Linked DNA regions of Mus musculus: region 2 is linked to region 1. Evidence: chromatin contacts called from public Hi-C data. All regions are on one chromosome and are shown on one strand. The core of a region is the stretch at or near the end of the contact, and the rest is flanking DNA. Distances in the headings are between cores, read along the strand shown.

What was found. A called contact is a pair of places that touch in the nucleus more often than the background predicts.
Region 2: a contact with region 1 is called in a Hi-C map of B cells, with 2.0 times the contacts expected there. The contact joins the promoter of Gsg1l here to the enhancer-like site in region 1. A contact is called at or near these places in 3 of 39 promoter capture datasets (the C10 cell line, the HPC-7 cell line and pre-B cells) and 1 of 484 Hi-C or Micro-C datasets (B cells).

Annotation. Positions count from the first base shown.
Region 1 is chr7:125,421,711-125,425,034 of GRCm38.p6, forward strand. The region is part of intron 1 of Gm30717 (a long non-coding RNA gene); the gene reads right to left. Among named protein-coding and RNA genes, the nearest start is that of Gm30717, 5.5 kb to the right of the region's middle. Within about 2 kb of position 1,446, at least 33 of the 459 cell types and tissues checked have an H3K27ac peak or open chromatin away from gene starts, as enhancers often do. A contact at or near this core is called in B cells and the HPC-7 cell line, where this site is marked.
Region 2 is chr7:126,080,574-126,083,836 of GRCm38.p6, forward strand. Gsg1l (GSG1-like) reads right to left here and starts at 1,838. Exons shown (of 7, transcript NM_001101488.1): 1 at 1,287-1,838. The coding sequence starts at 1,605.

The DNA.
Region 1 (3,324 bases), core at 196-2,695:
CCATCAGTGTAGCCACCGTGGCTCCCAGAGTCCCTCCTCTCCTCTCTGTGATCTTATGGACACTCCAGGATTTGGTTTCAGTCCATGGGGCTACCATTCTCCCATTCCTTATTTGAAGCTATAAGGTAGAACCTAAAAGAGACTTTTGTCCTTCTTGCCTACAATCCAAGGCTCTTTCTGTCACTACTGGCTGTGAGGCCTGGAGGAAGTTGCTAAGTTTCTCTGTGCTTCAATGTCTTTATCTGTTAAACGGGGGGGGGGGGGGGGGGGGGGGATGAGACCTATGGGTGGGTGTGTTAAACTAGGGAGAGCTGTGCCTGGCACTCAGCAAGTTGCTGGTCAGTGCTTGCCAACAAGGTCACCACGGTCTATAATGTCCATCAGCACCTGCCCTTGGGAAGATGACAGGCAGTCCCAAGGTTCCTCTGCATGGTTGCAGGCCTGTTTCAGGTTCAATGGACTACAACCCAAGCTTCAAGGACAATGAGTCTATTCCTGCTGACATCTAAGAAGGCCCTTTTGCAAAAAAAACCATAGCTGTGTCTTTGTCTTGTCCAGCTATATCCCCCCTCTGTGGTGCTCTGATGTGAGTGTCCTTGATCCCTAGGCTTTTGTTTGGTCCCTGGTAACGCTGTCTTGGGAGAGGCTGAGTATTTTAGGAGGTGAAATGCTGGGTATTTTAGGAGGTGAAATGCGGGGCAGGGTAGGGTGGGGACCCTCGGTGAGCACAGGCCCTTCTGCCCTATACTTCCTGCCTGTAGTGCCATGAAGAATGGCCACCACCACACATTCCACCACTGTGATGTTCTGGCTGAGCACAAAATGCCCAACGACCAAACACCGTGAAACCATGATTCAAAGCTGACCCTCCCTCTTGGATGTCGAATCTATAACATATATTGTTCCAGCAACAAGTAACTAGACCCTCCCCAAAGCTCACACATCCAGCGGCCTTACTAGTATTACTATACAAAATTTAATTTAAAGAGAAACGTCCAGAGCCTGGCAGTGTTTCGTTCTCTTTGCAGACTCCCACACTATGCTGCTGTACTGTCCATCTCTATGCTGCTGGTGGCTGCCATGGAGTCTGCACTCAGCATCTCACTACTGTGGAGTGGATAGGTGTGGCTTCTTTCCAAGGAGAGAACTGGGAAGCAAGGAAGGCACTGCCCAGCCTGTGGGTTTAAGGAGGCCCTTGCTCTCAGTTCTGTAGGTGCATAGGGTCACTACTGAGCAGAAGGACCTCTTAAAGGGCCGTATCCTGAATATCTTCCCTCTTCTCTTCCTATTCCTGGTCCTGCTTTCTCACCAGACTTTCTGTCAGATCCCAACATATCTGAATCCTCTTAGAATTTGCTGGGCCGACGTTTGCCTGACTGCCTAATAGAATAATAGTGTAACAGGAAACATTTCCTTCAACCTAACCTCCTGCTAAGCACATGGTCATGTGACTTCCCATTTTACAACTTCTGAGGTATAGAGAGGTTAAGGGGCTGGCCCAAAGTCACACAGCAAGAAAGTAACAGATTTGAACCTGTCATCCCACTCCCTCTGTCAAGCCCTTCCAGGAAAAGTGCTGCCTGGCTGTAAGAGTCACAGGAAATGGGAACTGCAGTCACTAGATTAATAACTCACTAGTAGACCTCACGACCACTGAATCATCTTAGAACCTAGTTATCATTAGTAGCATCTGTGTCTGTTTTAATAATTTCATGATTGCTAAGAAAGACCTGGCCATCAAGCTGTCGCTCCAGGTCAGGTGACATGGCAGAGCTCATGTGACCCTCTGTACAACAGAATTAGATGGCATTATTGTTTTCTATTTTACAGGTGGGGAAACCAAGACACAGAAAGTGAAATAAGTTGCTCACGTCACACAGAGAAGCAGAGAGTAAATGAGAACTCAGTAAGGGGTAGAGATGTAGGAGGTTGGGAGGAGAGGACAGAACAGAGCTGACTACACACGCCCAACCCACCTACCAGGCTCTGGAAATGGATGAGACCCACTACCATTTGTGGTCAGGCGCTGACCCTGGCTCCTCTTTCCTCTCTGAATTCCATGAGAATAGCTGTTTTCCTCAGAATCCCTACCCACTCCCCCAGAGACAGCAGTCTTCCAACAATAAGAAGCAGATGTTCTCCTCTTTAGCTTTAAGCCAAGAGACAATTCATGAAGTTCCAAAAATCACGTAACATACCATAATAATCCCATGACATCACTCACACATAATAACTGTCAGGTCCCGACCCCCAGGATGGCAGTCCGGGCTCAGTTCCGGCTGCACCAGCACTCCTCTGAAACCGAGCAAAGTGGGTTTCTGTTTGCCAGGGAGAGCCATTGCTTTCTCTCTCTTACCTCTTTGCCAACCTCCTTAGGGTGCAGCTAGTTCTCTAGTCACCCCAACAAACCTCCAAAGACCAAAGCCTCCCCCCCCCTCACCGCTGCAGCATAACCCCTTTAACTGGCAGGGCTCCCACCATCCCCTGCCATCCTCTCTGCTCTTCTCCAGGACCAAGGTAACCAAAGACAGACACAAGATGTGGAAAGGAGGGAGGGAAGGGGATAGTCTCTCAGTGTCCCTGAGGCTGACTGAGGACAAGAGCAATGGGTAGGAGCTGGGTCCTGCAGCAGGGGCGGGGTGGGGCATGGACGGGCTCATATATTTGCAAGAGTGAAGCAATGATACCTGGAGTTCCCTGCAGTGTACAGTAGGTAAGAGGGACTATTGTTCATCTTTCTCATTGCTATGACCAAATACCCAACAGAAGCTGGTTATTGAAGGAAAAAGGATTTTTTTTTTTTTGGCTCATAGTTTCGGAGGGTTTGGACCATCATAGCAGAGAAGGTACGGTGGGGGCGCTCGGCTCACTGGCAGGGCTCCCATCATCCCCTGCCATCTTCTTTGTTCTTCTCCCTCCCTTTTCTCTCCGCCCCTCCCGGTTTCCCAAGAGGTAGTAGCTATGGCAGGCTCCGGAGAGTGCAGTTAGTTCTCCAACATGGTTGACAGGAAGTAGAGAATAAGAAAGGAAGTAGCCAGAGATAATATATGCCTAATGGCCCACCCCTGGTGACCCATTTCCTCCAGCTAGGTTCCATATTCTAAAGTTTCCAGAGCCTCCCAAAAGAACAGCACTGATTGGAGACCAAGTGGCCACCACGTGAGCTTGTGGAGAGCATTCCATGTGTGATCCACAGCAGGTGCTGAGCGTGAATCGTGGTCCTCCTCCTCAGTATGGGTTACAGTGTCCGCCTTTAAGAGGCTTGAGAACACGGAGAGCATCGTCTGTTGGCACGTGCCGGAAGCCTGTCATGTATAAGGACTC
Region 2 (3,263 bases), core at 588-3,087, 660 kb after region 1:
CATTGCTTTCAACACGTTTCTGTTAACATTAAAACAAAAACAAAAACAAAAACAAAAACAAAAACAAAAACAAAAACAAAAACAAAAAAAAACATAGCAGTCAAGCTTGGACATAAAGCTTGGGATGCTTGCTCAAAGCACGGAGCCAGGGATGGCTACAGAGCTTATGGGCAGCCGCCTTCAGACAGCTTTTGGGACAGCCAGCAGGCTCCGATGAGAGCCCAGGCACACTACAAAGGCAGGGCAGGTTGCCTCAAGCTGCCAGGGACAAGGCCCATCCAGGCACTGTAGGGTGGCATGTCCCCCAGGGCAGGGCCTCCCAGATCTCAGGAACTGCTGCCTGCAGTTGGAGGAGGACCCATGGTCATCCCTTCTCATTCTTTGGGCTGTCGTGTATGAAGGTCTATGGAGACCTGAGCCTGGAGGGGGCACATGTCTACCGTGCTCCGTGGCTGCTGTGGTGTGGGAGGATCAGGCTTGTGGAAGCAAGAAGTTTTAGACAGGAGGCTTTTAGACTATGCTGAGTGTGAGGAAGATACAGCTACATAAAGGGGGAGACGGCGCTTCCAAAGGGATCCTGCCAGAACAGTGGCTTACTACCCGAAAGCTGTGGGTTGAATCCATAGCCAGTACCACCCACCATATGGCACAGTCCCCTATCAGGCAGAGGTCCCCTGAGTGCTCCAGACTTGCTATCTTTTGGGGGTATTCACTTCAGCCCCATATGTCTGGGTGAGGGGACAGAAGTGTCGGTCTACTTTCTGAAAAGCCTGCCCCCTCCCCAGTTCTGAAAGAGACTTGTGCTAAGCCAGGATCCCTCAGCTCCAGTGCCTAAGTTGCCTGTTTTCCCGCCTGCCTCCCTTCTCTCCCTCCCTCCCACACCATCCACTCCCGCATCCACTCCTGGGAGGGCTCCAGGATACCCCGGCTAGTGGAAGGACATAAGGGTGCTCATCAGACTCCTCTATCCCCTGCTTTCTCCAGCCCTATCGTAGACGTTTAGCGCAGCTTGAGAGTAGCAGAACCGTTGGGTTCCTGGCCCCGGAGATCTGCGGTGGGAAGGGTTGCCTACAGCAAAGGTCCCCGGCCCCCACTATCACCTCCCGAGCTGAGACGGGCGGATGGGAGCAAGGAGGGGTACACGGGGAAATGACTTCAGGCCGAAGAGGGACCGCACGCACTGGAACTCGCAGCCAGGGTGCGCGCGCGGGGGACCGGGACGCGCCACCTCCCCGGTCCGGGACCAGCGGGCGCGCGTCCCCGGGGAGCCCCGCGCCAGCACTCACCCGGGCCACCGAGCTCTTCCTCACACGAGTACCAGATGCCAGTGTGGAAACGGCGCAGCTGGAAGCGCTCGTCGCCCGCCTCCCAGCTGTAGGGCGCGCCGGCCGGGCTCGCGGCGACGGGGGCGGCTGTGCTGTTGGCCGTGGCGTTGGCGCCCGAGTTGGGGCAGTTGGCGCCGCCGCCCTGGCCGCAGCCAGGCTTGGGCACCCGTTGCGTGCCCTGGCACCAGTACGTGGTGAGGAAGGCGGTGGTGGCGAAGAGCAGCGCCAGCAGGTTCAAGGCCACGGCCAGGAGCGCTCGGCCGCGGCGGCTCGTCTTCATGCCGCCCGCGCCGCCCGCAGCTCCGCGCGAAGTTGGCAGCGGTGCCCGCGTCAGCGCCCGCCCCGGGGCTCAGGTGCCTGCGGTCGGCGACGGTGTTCGCGGCGCAGGCCCATGGCCCACGGCGGGGACGCGGGGCGACGAGGACGCGGGGCGACTGGGGCCGCAGAGTGGAGCCGACCAGCGCGCCCGGAGCCCGGAGCGCGAGTGCGCTTCGGCGAGCAGCCGCGGGCGCCTGGCAGCGGCCACGGCGCAGGGACGCGCGCCCCTCCGTGGGGAGACACCTGCAGGCGGCCGGCGACACTGTTCAGCGCCCGCCCGCGCGCGGAGAGGGGGCGCGCCACGCTGGGCGCGGGCGGGGGACAGATCCGCGCGGGAGTGGAGAGGGACAAGTGAGAGATCCCAGGCAAGACGCTCCCAAAGGAGCCTCACTCAAGGCAGGAGAAGACCTCTCACCCAGACCCACACAGCCCTGCCAGATAAGTGACAAGGCAGCTTCTGTGGGTCTTTAGACTGTCAGGGGCCTCTGCAAAGGCTGCAAGACCCATCTGGAGCTTAGGAAGGGATGGGGATGCAGAGCCTCAGCGTTTGAAAGGCTTGTCCCTGCTCACCCTTGCTATCTGAGACCAATTCCTATCCACAGGCTCTCTGTCACCACACAGGAGGGCAGAGAGCTTGCAAAGAGGCAGCCTGCACAAGGAAGCGAGCATAGGATGTGACAAACAGGGCTTCTCCACCCAGGCTATCCACACCAGAGACCCAGAACATGACTCAAGAGGCCACAAAAAGAACAGCAAGTCGTGGTCGCCAAAAGGTGGTGTCCTGCAGGTCTGCGAATGCTGAATGCTTAAGACTGGCCGGGCAGGGTTGGTTAACCATCCTGACTTTGCAGTCAGTTAAATCCAGGACTCGACCAGCTGTGTGACTTTGAACAAGACACTTGCTCTCTCTGACCCTCGATTTCTGTATCTATAAAAAGGAAAGAATGTGTTCCAGAGCCAGAGGTGGGGAAGGCATCTGGCACACAGTAGGCACTCAGTAAATGCTGACACTATTAGGAATATCTGGGCCAAGGAGTTGACGAAACTCAGACCTTTTTAGCATCTCTTTCTCAAACTAGGATTGCTCATCTGTGAGCACCCCCAACCCCACCTCTGCTCTAAGATGAAGCTACACCCTTCACTCTTCCCACTGCATGGGGCACAGTGCCTGGATGCCCAGGGTGTGCAACCATTAATTGCACATTGATTGCAGGAGCTAATTTGAATTCTGCCCAAGCCAAGAATGACTCCAGCCACCCCCAGCTTGCCGAGTGGCAGGCTTTGCAGAATTCAAGGTTAACAGATTACGAATTGCCTTACTCCTGTGGGTGAGCCCCACTCACTGCCAGCTGCTGCCACTCTGCCTGGGGGCAGGAGAGACTAAAGCAATGCTGGTGTGAGGACAGCCAGGGGAGCCCTGCACTTGCTTATCAGAGCTTCTTTCTGGCCCCAAACAAGGAGTTTCTAACTATTTTCAGGAGAACTTCTGGATTGCAATGGTGCATTCGAGTATTGGTTAATGTGAATGAACGACCACAAGGAATCTGCTGCCCTCAACAGGCATGCAATATGTATCATCTGAGCCTGTCCACGTTTAAATGCAGCCCTGGGGTGTGCACT